Linked DNA regions of Mus musculus: region 1 is linked to region 2. Evidence: chromatin contacts called from public HiChIP or PLAC-seq data. All regions are on one chromosome and are shown on one strand. Each heading gives the region's core, a stretch centred on a gene start, on an enhancer-like site or on the middle of the called end of the contact. The rest is flanking DNA. Distances are from core to core; before and after follow the strand shown.

What was found. HiChIP or PLAC-seq counts read pairs in DNA pulled down with a chosen protein or histone mark.
Region 1: a contact with region 2 is called in a FOXA1 HiChIP or PLAC-seq map of pancreatic cancer cells. The contact joins two enhancer-like sites. A contact is called at or near these places in 3 of 484 Hi-C or Micro-C datasets (the C2C12 cell line, the HL-1 cell line and muscle stem cells) and 2 of 115 datasets of contacts at active chromatin or transcription factors (pancreatic cancer cells and vascular smooth muscle cells).

Annotation. Positions count from the first base shown.
Region 1 is chr15:64,512,385-64,517,745 of GRCm38.p6, forward strand. No RefSeq gene overlaps it. Among named protein-coding and RNA genes, the nearest start is that of Gm46509, 12 kb to the left of the region's middle. Within about 2 kb of position 1,482, at least 8 of the 459 cell types and tissues checked have an H3K27ac peak or open chromatin away from gene starts, as enhancers often do. A contact at or near this core is called in pancreatic cancer cells, where this site is marked.
Region 2 is chr15:64,221,878-64,227,238 of GRCm38.p6, forward strand. All of the region lies in intron 3 of Asap1 (ArfGAP with SH3 domain, ankyrin repeat and PH domain1), which reads right to left. Among named protein-coding and RNA genes, the nearest start is that of 1700010G06Rik, 90 kb to the right of the region's middle. Within about 2 kb of position 1,709, at least 85 of the 459 cell types and tissues checked have an H3K27ac peak or open chromatin away from gene starts, as enhancers often do. A contact at or near this core is called in pancreatic cancer cells, where this site is marked.

The DNA of each region.
Region 1 (5,361 bases), core at 232-2,731, 290 kb after region 2:
ACTGCCTCCAAATGGTAAGGCACGGATTACACTTTTGAGTTAATTTTTCAGTTTGTACACAGTCTAACTTGGGACCAGCCATGACTGCATTTAATGGTGCCGTTTCCATCTTCTGACTTATTACCTCCCCCTCTCCTGTCTTCTCTTTCTGCTGTCATTTTTTCTCTCCTTTTTACTTGAGGAGGTTTTTTTTTCTCCACCTTTTATGGTTTTAAGGTGGAAGAGCTACAAAAAGAGGCAAACTATATATAACTGAAGGGAGAGAAGGAGAGAGGCAAGGAGGGATAAGACGGGAAATACACACTTATAGGAGCTCCCTCTCACCTTACTGTCTTGAGATATTTTATGCTGAAAATATGTTCCGTTTCCTATTGAGTTACCCAAGATCCCCCAGGAAACAAGGAGCGGAACTATATATCTGCAAGAAGCAGAAGGAGCACACTTCCTGCTTCAGATTATGGTCCTTCATTAGGTGATTGACCAAACTGCAATCATATTGTACTACTATGCAGCTACTTCTATAAAGAATGCCATTACACATCACAAACACTTCCCTGTACCATTAGCTCCATTTCCCCCTATGTTTATTGAAGTGCAGTTTCTTTTAAGCTGGCAATTGGTGGTATGTAGTCTCATGTGACCACAACCTATACCACATATGAAACACATGAAACACTTCTGTTACTCTGATGTATTTTCTGTTCAAATCACCCCCTGTCTCCATCTCGTTTTGAGGGGGGAGGGGCTTCTCCCACTGAATCTTGCATCTTTATCCACTTCATTTAAATGTGCGTGTGCAATGCACATTTTTTGGTGATCTTTAGTTTTCTTTTGCACTGCTATTGATAATCATCTTATTGATTTATATAGACTCTACTTTTTACCTAGAGTTCATTTTCAGGGTAAGGTCTCCACATATTAAATGACTAATTAAGTAATCTTGAGTCAGAGTCTGATGTATCCCAGTCTAGCCTCTAACTCTCTAAGTAGAGAATGACCTTGAACTGATCCTTAGAGGTGGGCAAAACACCCAGTTTATTTGGTGCTGAGGATAGAACCCAGAGCACTCTACTAACAGAGCTATATCCTCAGCCCTCTATATGTCTATATTTTTTCTTATATACTATGGCAAGCTTTAGTTTATGAGTTAAAAATAATAGAGCTTGCCATTTTGGACAGGAGGGATGATGGAGGACACAATGTAGGTAGGGGAGCCCCCCTCCCCATTTCAGGTTTCAGATCTGCCAGGACCCACTACTGGAGGGTTTATAACTTAGAATAGTTTACAAATTAGGATGCTAGTTACTGTGCTTAGTGGTTGTGTAATCTGTTGATTCTAAACTAAGATTGTGCAGTGTTTTTATTCACACAGTGGCTCAGCTGGGTTCCAGAGAAAAGTACACTGACAGGGCACCCTAGCCAGCCACAGGAATTTGGAAGTGTGAGGAGTGCATGGTAGTGGCCCACCCTGGGAACTTAGCAAGCTGGGTGGAGAGCTTTTGGAAGTCTGAGTCAGAGAGTCTGCCAGGCTGAGAACAGTTGGCCTGTCCACCAGTGCCCTGCCAGCAGGGGCATGGATTGCTTTCTAAATATTTCACTCAACAGGTGGCACTCAAGGTGAGGTGCTAGAATCCACTAGAAATTTAAGATTCTTAGCCTATGAGATAGAAATTTAGTCTGGGGACCAGTGCAGACAGTTAATGCTATTTATTATTTTGTTGTTGAGACATATCTGTTCCTAGCAGCTCCCCTTTTGTGGATTCTAAGAAGAAATTGACCATCTCTACCTCCAGGTAGGATACTACATTGTGAATGTGTAGCCACTGGGCAAAAATTACCTATTTTTATCTCCAGACAAAATACTGTCCAGAAAGAGGACCCACTATGCAGAAGAGTTGACTTATAATCTCTGCCAAGACAATGTAATTAGTTCTTCACTATTCTGTGTTACAAAGGTCTGTCAGATGACCCTGGGCCAGAAGGCTGAAGACTGATGCTCCAACTTCCTGACATACAGGAGCTGTATAGGTAGGCAGCTGTCTCTACAATAGTCTCAGTTCTGGAAGCTGTGCTGGGCTTCCTATATTTCCAGATAATATTGGTCATTCTCAGATTTCTGACTGAGTTGAAAGACTAGTTATAGTTTCATAGCCAACCCAGGCCTATTAGCATTGAAAGAATGTATTTAAGAGGATAGTTTTCAGATCATATACAAGCTAAACCAGGATATAATAGATATGGAAATATAAGCCTTTTTTTAAAAGTTATGCTAGCTAACAGAGTGTTCCATTTAATTGACCAAAATAATGGACTAGATGTTAGGTGTATCGTATACTTTATAAATTACAGAATGGTAATAGATATACTCAGTTTATATTTGAGAGAAAAGTTTTTTGGGGTTTTATTTTTGTTTGTTTGTTTTTTTAATACAGAAAGGTGAGATGTAGCAGAACCTTCCCCTAATGAACAAAGATTTTAGGGACCAATCACTGGGCAAGGAGTAGGCGGGACTTCTGGGTCAGAGAGAGGAAGAGGGGAGGCAGGAGAAAGATACTCCCTTTTGGATTGGAGAAATTATGGAGGACACAGTGTAGGTAGGGGAGGCTTCTGGTTCAAGTGGCAGATTCATCGGGATCTGCTACCAGAGGATTTATAACTCAGAATAGTTTACAAATTAGGATGCTAGTTGTTGCATCCAGCAATTGTGTTACCTGTTGATTCTTTAAAAAATACAGCATAGTGGCATGGTCTTTCATTCTCCTCTTTTATCCTAAACATTATGGTTCATTTCACCTTGTTAAAAAAATTAATGAGCTCTATCTATCTATCTATCTATCTATCTATCTATCTATCTATCTATCTATCTATCTATCCACACACACATATACATATGCTATATTTAGGAAGTAGAATTACTGGGCATAGCAACATAGCAATTGCTGAGTGAGTGTATGTTAAACTTTATTAGACATTGCCCAACATTACCCCCAAGTGGCTATCCCAATTTATAGTCCCTCAGAAATGCAAGCCACATTATCACTGAAACAGTTTAGTGCTTTTGCCAGTTGACTCACTGGCATTTTCTTTCTCTGACTGTCAATCAAGTTAGAGTTCTATGCATGTGCTTTTTGGCCAGCCATATAAATATCCTTTTAATAAAATTATGACTTTTGTCAGTTACTCTCACAACTGGAGTAGTTTTTATTTTCTAGATACACGTCTTTTTGTTTCCAGAACAATGTATCCCAGATATTTTAAAATAATTAATGGGTTGCAATTTAGTCTTTTCTTTGATAATGTCTTTGGATAAATGGATTTTAATTTTGATAATCCCATCCACCAAAATATAACTCAGGATTTTGTCACTTTGCAGTCAGCTTTGCCTACTTAAAGTTTAAGAAGGACTTTTACTGTGTTTCCTTCAAGAAGCTGTCTATCTTAGCTCTCACTTGCAGTCCTCTGCCTCATCTTGATTAATATATGCACAAAACTGAGGTCAAGCTTTTGCAGGCATATATTCAATTGTTGAATTATTGAAAATTATGCCCTTTTCTTCTTTGTTCATATTAATGCCTTTGTCACAAAGCAAGGGGACAGATGCCTACATGATGACTATTCCTAGACAAACAACTTTCACATGATTAACCTTGATCTTGTTATTGGGCAGTCATAGCAAGTATTGAAGTATAATACTGCGAGCTCTCCTTTCTTGCTCTTGAGAATGACGATTTTTGATTCTTCCCGTTTCTGTACACCTTTCAGAATCAGTCTATTAATGTTTTTCAAAAGTCTTTTGAGATTGATTAGAAATTCACTTATTCTACAGGTCAATTTAGGTAGAATTTACATCTATAATGTTAGTAATTTTAATGATAGTGTTAACAGGATATATTTGCTTTTTCATTTCTGTAATTTCTTTTACAGCATTTTTATTAGATATTTTCTTTATTTACATTTTCAAATGTTATCCCCTTTCCTGGTTTTCCCTCCGAAAAACACCCTCCCCTATTCTCTTCCCCCTGCTCACCAGCCCACCCACTCCCATTTCTTGGCATTCCCCCACAATGGGGCATAGAGCCGTCATATGACAAAGGGCCTCTCCTCCCATTGATGTCCTACTAGGCCATCCTCTGCTGCATATGCAGTTGGAGCCATGAGTCCCACCATGTGTGCTCTTTGGTTGGTGGTTTGGTCCCTGGGAGCTCTAGGGGTACTGGCTAGTTCATATTGTTGTTCCTCCTATGGAGCTGCAAACCCCTTCAGCTCCTTGGATCCTTTCTCTAGCTCCTTTATTGGGGACTCTGTACTCAGTCCAATGGATGGCTGTGAGCATCCACCTCATTATTTGTGATGCACTGGCAGAGTCTCTCAGGAGAGAGCTTTATCAGGCTCCTGTCAGCAAGCACTTGTTGGTATCCACAACAGTGTCTGGGTTTGGTGATTGTAAATGGGATGGATCCCCAGGTTTCTGGATGGTTATTTCTTTAGTCTCTACTCCACACTTTGTCTCTGTAACTCCTCCCATGGGTGTTTTGTTCCCCACTTTTAAGATGGATAGAAGTATCCACACTATAGTCTTCCTTCTTCTTGAGTTTCATGTGGTTTGTTAATTCAATCTTAGATATTCTGAGCTTCTGGGCTAATATCCACTTATCAGTGAGTGCATGCCATATGTGTTCTTTTGTGATTGGGTTACCTCACTCAGGATGATATACTCCAGGTACATCCATTTTTCTATGAATTTCATAAACTCATTTTTTTTTTAATTTTCAGTGAAGAGATCTTCAAATATTTTATTAATATAAACTTTGGTATTGTGCTATGCTTTAGGGCAGGGGATCAGTGTTTGTTAGAATGAGTGAAATGATTTTTAATTACTTTCTACATCTTAGACATAGTTTAGGTGTGTTTTATAATTTGCTTCAAGAAACTTTTGCTATTGGATTTGAGATTCAGGGTGTTAATTCATTTATAATGATTCATTCACTTTTATGAGTTTGACTGTTTCAGCTGCATGTAAGTGTACTATGTGTGCCTGGTGCCCGTAGAAAGGGTGTCAGGTCCCCTTGAGTTGTAATTACAGGTGGTTGTGATGTGCTATGTGAATGCTGGGAACAGGGCTCAGTCCTCTGCAATTGAAACAACTAGGCCATTTTCCTAGCTCTTGCTTCAGGTTACATAAGGATTCATATTATTCTGTCTCTCAGAAAGAAGCTGAGTTGAACATTTAAGCAAACTACACAGAACATAGGACATAACGACACTACTCTTGGTACCTGGAGCTGCTGCTAATCTTCAGAAAAACCATTTGCTTGGCTTTGAATCTTTCCATAGGATTTATCCTCAGAACTGGATTTTCCA
Region 2 (5,361 bases), core at 459-2,958:
TTCTTACCCTGAATTCTCTGAATGATGCACCGTAACCTTAAAGCATAAGCCAAATAAAGCTCTTAGTCATAATTTATCCAGCAGAGGAAGGAAAGCAGAGCAGTGTGTGGTGTTGACTTATCCCCTCTGAGGGGATTTTCCAGCAGGTGTATGTTCTGTGCTACCCCCACCTCATCAAGCCACTCTACTCGGACTATGCAGCTCCTAGACAAGGAGCTTTGGCCAGCTGGTCTTTGTACTCAATGAAGCTCATTATCCTCTGTGTTAACCAGGATTCAGTTGAAATGGAAAAACTCCAATTTCCAAAAGCCAAAGGTTAGCCTCATTTTTATAGTACTATAGAGCTAGAAGAACCCTACATGTGGATGATATAGCCTAATTTTCATATTTATTTAACCAAAAGCAAAACTCCAAGCCCTGAGAATATAAACAACTTGCCCAAGTCCAGAGTTTGACAGTCTAGTACAGAGACTAAACAGAGAGCTGCCTCTTACTCATGGGGGTTTCTATGAGGAGGATATGAAGGTGACTCCAGGCTCCAATGGCCTATGAGGGCATTTGGTTCCTCAGAAGCTCAGTAAATGGGAAGGCAGATCCTGAGATAACCCCAAGTGCTTGGGAAACATGGGCCAATCAGGCCTCTGGGAGGATACAAGCTCCAGAGGCAAGTTTGGAAAGTACTAGAGAAAGAACATGGTGGGAGGCTTGGAGGAGCCTGGGGGATCTCTAACGGTGAGAGAGGTTGAGATGAGATCATGGGTGGGGAGAGCCATATGGACTTTGGTGTGGTTAAGTTGGAATCTGATAGCCCTCCAGGTACAAGTGCCCCTGGGAAATTTATGTGCAGTTCCTGCTCTTAAAGAACCTGAGGCAAGAGTGCAGTAAGTGTGAGGCCAGACTGGGCTAACAGCAAGTTTCTGTTCCTAAATCCAACCAGCCTAATGTGGTGATGTTTGCCCATATGGAAGGACGCCAAGTCAACGATAAGGGGGGACCTGAAGGGCCCAAGAGTATAGTCACAGGATCTCATCTTAACTGAAATTGCTGACACTTGACCTCTATTCCTAGTAACTAACACACTCTTATAACTGTATGTCTAGAATAAATGCTTATAGGATGAGTAAAATGAATATGCTTAGCAGCCAGAAAAGGTCATATGAACTGTATTCTTTCAAAAATTCAAATAGGAGTAACTTCAAAGCACTATAAACCATCATGATTTTCTTTTAATACTCAGCATGTAAAGAAAAATGTATTTTATACTCTTTCTAGAGCTGCTAAATAAAACAATACATGTGGGGTGTTAGATATACTAAACAAAACGTTGGTGTGGTCCTTTTCAGTAGACACTTAGGATAAAAATCAATCCTTTATTGAATAAGGAACTCACTGATGTTAATCAGAAGCCCTAGTTCTACAAGTATCTATAATATTTAAACTAGAAGAACGTCCCACTTTCTATGATCCACACTGGAATGAAGGACATCAAAAAGTCTGAAAAGACTTACAATAAGCACTGAAAACTGTTCCCCTTCCAAATTTTAGGCAAACAGCTCCAGAAACACAACTTTATCTTCAGATACATTATTAAGTGTTTTGCTTTTTTTTTTTTTTTTTTATTTTAGCAGAAGAATAAACACAGGCTTGTTCCAAGGCCCTGACCACAGGATTTCCTTAAATGATACACTAATGAAAAATGCAAACCAGTGGAAGGCCTGACTCACCGCACCAGAGACTGCTACATTCCAAACAAAGATCTGCTTCGTATCAAGGGAGAACTAGCTCCACAAACAACAAGTTTCCCTTACCCACTTGTCTTGCGAATATTTCTGCTTTTCCGTAACATGGAATCAAAGGACAAGACTCCTATCCCCAGTGATAGATGTGTGAATAGGAATAGCTCCTAAATCATTTACTTGTGTATAGTGCTTGATTCCAATTACTCTGAAGCTGAAGATGAGATCCAGGGTAGCCAGGGGCTATACTTTTTCCTCTAGCTGCACTGCTAAAATCACCAGGGGAGACAGGCTGATCCAGCAACCTAGAGATGTCTATCTGGCTGCAGAAGCGGGACAAGCTGGCCTATCAGGTCCCACTGCAGGAGTTAGAAAGAAGGGGTGGGACAAGTGATGCACAAGAAGCCACCACTGGTGTTGAACAACTACTGAGGAAGAAACACCACTATGAGCAAGAAACAAAGAAAAGAAAAGAAGAGAAAAGAAAAGAAAAGAAACAGATACAAGTCCATGTCAGACAGCAAAGAAAAAATAAATACAAGAAAGGGACCACAAGAAGGTGGGTCAGGAGGTGGGAAAGCCAACAGCTGTCCTTCTGAGGGAGCTGATCTGAGCCTCTGCTAGCTCAGGCGTGCTAAGTGAAATGGCCTTCCTTAACTCATGCACAACTTACACATCCCTATAAAGTGAGGCACACTGACCCATGAGGGCAAAGAATTATTAAAAAATAAGATCAAGGCACACAGCCTAGCTAGTTCTGCTGACCTTCTTTAGTAAGCTCCTTGAGGTTCACTACAATGACTGATTTTGAGGGCTTCCTATGAGCTTGGCACAGAGAAACACTAAGGAGGCAGGCACTCTTAATTATTGCACAGAGGAGGAATCTGAGGTGTAAAGGTGTTGAGTGGCTTGTCTTAAGGTCACGTCCTGATAAATGTGATCCACGCGAGCTTTTCTCACTCTGCTGCTCTGTGTTGAAGGCAGCGGCAGTTATGAGAGACCCTGTGAGAACTGATGAGAAGGAACAGCATAACTGGAAAGCGGAAAGAATTCTTAACCATGATGGGAACGTGGCATGGTATGAAGGCCAACAAAGAAAGTGTATGAACGGCCTACCTCCAGACAGGGGACTTGAAACATCAGAGTTGGAAACATTACAGATTCAGATCAGAAATGGTAAGCAGGCAGCATGTCACACAGAGAGAGCAGGGGAGGGATAAAGCACAGACACTCTTTCACCTCTTTTACAGTTCACCTGGGAGGAACACGTCACTAGGGTCTAGCCACGATCCTGTGATCCCCGGCACTCAGGCCAGACAGACATTGGCGCAGCCTTCACTCATCAGTCTACAAATGGTACTGGTGTAGCCAAGTAGCTGAGAGGCAGTATGGCTCCTGTCACCATCTCTAAAGACCTGGCCCAAGCACTGCCTCTCAACATGCCAATCTGTTTAGTTTGCACAACAATCGTACAAACTACTTTACAAAAATAACTGTCCTCCTGTAGTTACTCAGAGATTCATTATATCATACTTTATCTTGTCTCACTTCATGTCAGAAATCTAAGCACCGACTCAAGCTAACTAACATGTTTATCACCCGTCCCTGGAACATGAACACAAGATGGGAAGTAAAATGCTTCCCTGCCTGAAACGCAGGACAAGGCAGTGCTAGTGCACATCCAAGCCATGAAGACAGCAAAGTGCTAACAACACTATACTACTCAGAAGGCTCTACACGTCCTGCTTGGCTGGGCAGGGCAGGGCAAAGGTGACTGAGAAGACGGGCGTTCCACCTGGCCTCAGAAAATAAAGAGCCAGAGCACAAGGAAAGAATCAAACGGTCAGAATATCCAGAGCACCAGTAGTTTAAGCCTAAGGAAAATCAGAATATGATGACAATTTCTCTGAAGAAGAATGCTAAGCAGCTTACTCAACTCAAAACAGTAGGTAAATGGGGAGCTGGGCATCAAGCCCAGGCCATCCACCTCGGGAGTTAGGGTCTCAACTATGGTTGAGAACATACAGTGAAGAGCTTCCTCGACCTAACTCTTATGAGGCAGTGAGTCAGAGCGGTACCTCCACCTTCCTTCACGGGACAGTCAGCTATGATTGCCACCTTTCCTTCTTGGTAGTACTTCACGTGGAGTCTGTTAAAAAGGACATCGAGTGAGGCCTGTCTAGATAAACTCAGGAGCCACCAGCGCAGAGATGGCTAAAGCAACTAGAGAGCGGAGCATTCTATAGCGATGGTTCTTACGGACAGCTGTGCCATACACTGCTGACCAAGCAACTGCCAGCATCAGATAGCAGCATAGAGTTGGCACTCCACAATTCCTATCTTAGCATCTTCCTTCTGGGAATGCATGCCAAGGAAATTGCTCAGTTGGAAAAAAAAAGGCTAATGACTCAGAAGTGAATTAGAACAGTGATGGTTATTAGCCAAAATTTAGGCAATCTCCAGAGAGAAGATTACACAGAAATGGTTTGGGACAGTGACAAACAGTTCCATACAGTTATATTATGCTACTCGAAAAACTAACAGAAGACTGCAAACCCATAAAACAGTATAAAGCAAGAAGGCAAAGGCCACTGTTTAAAACTAGAAAAAAGAAAGACTTAAAAATCGTAACTAAAAATAGTTGGGTTAGAGGCATCACGGACGATCTGTTCTCTCCGAGTATTTTTAAAATCCAGTATTGTAGAGTATGCTAAACCTGAAAGAAAAAAAAAAAAACGAAAGAAATTCAAAGCTTCTTGATCACTCTACTTTAAGAACCATCTACAATCGCCACAAGATTATACTGCTGTGTGTTGAGCTGAATTCTTTCCCTGAAGCACTCTCACAACAATTTGCCAATGTTAGCTTGCATTATGCAGGACGAGAGGAATATCAAATTACTTAACGCGATTCAAGAAACCTGAGGGAGGAGAAGGAGGTGGAGGGGACAGAGCAGTCAAAGGCACTTAAACCACTAACAAAAGCAGCACTGTGGCTCCTACATAGACCCATTACTGGCCTCCGTAAGTCATCATCAGGCCAATAATACATTTCTGTTTCAGACTTTAAAAAGTGTACTTGAAACCAGAACGGGCCTTGAATTTCAAACACACAGAACTAAAGGAATGCCGCAGAGGGAGAATTAAAGCCAACTAAAATTGGCCTTTTGTCTAGAAAGCATTCTTCAATGTTAGGGGAAAAGCAGAGGCTGGCTTAGCCGGGGATGAATCTGAAAGTAAAATCTGAGACTTTCAGAATCACCCACTGGTCAGAGACAGAATGCCAATGCAGATGTCAGTGATAGAGCTTCCACACAAAATGGTTATTGTGAGGGTGGACTGTAGGTAAGAAAATTGTTACCAAGATGCTCTGGGACAGACCAAACAGCTAATTACACGTGCTTACAGGTCAACAGCAGGAAAGAAGAAAGAATATTAAACTTCCATGCAAACATACCAAACTATGTTACAAAAGCTACCTCTCAGGGGTCCCTCTCCACAGCAACTTGCTGTGCTCAGTGTAGAAACAGTTTTTAAAACGGTGTGACTGCCCACTTCATCTCTTGTGAACCAGGGATCCTCATGTCCAATTAAAGAAAGGTTTCCATCATGTTAATAGGTGGCAG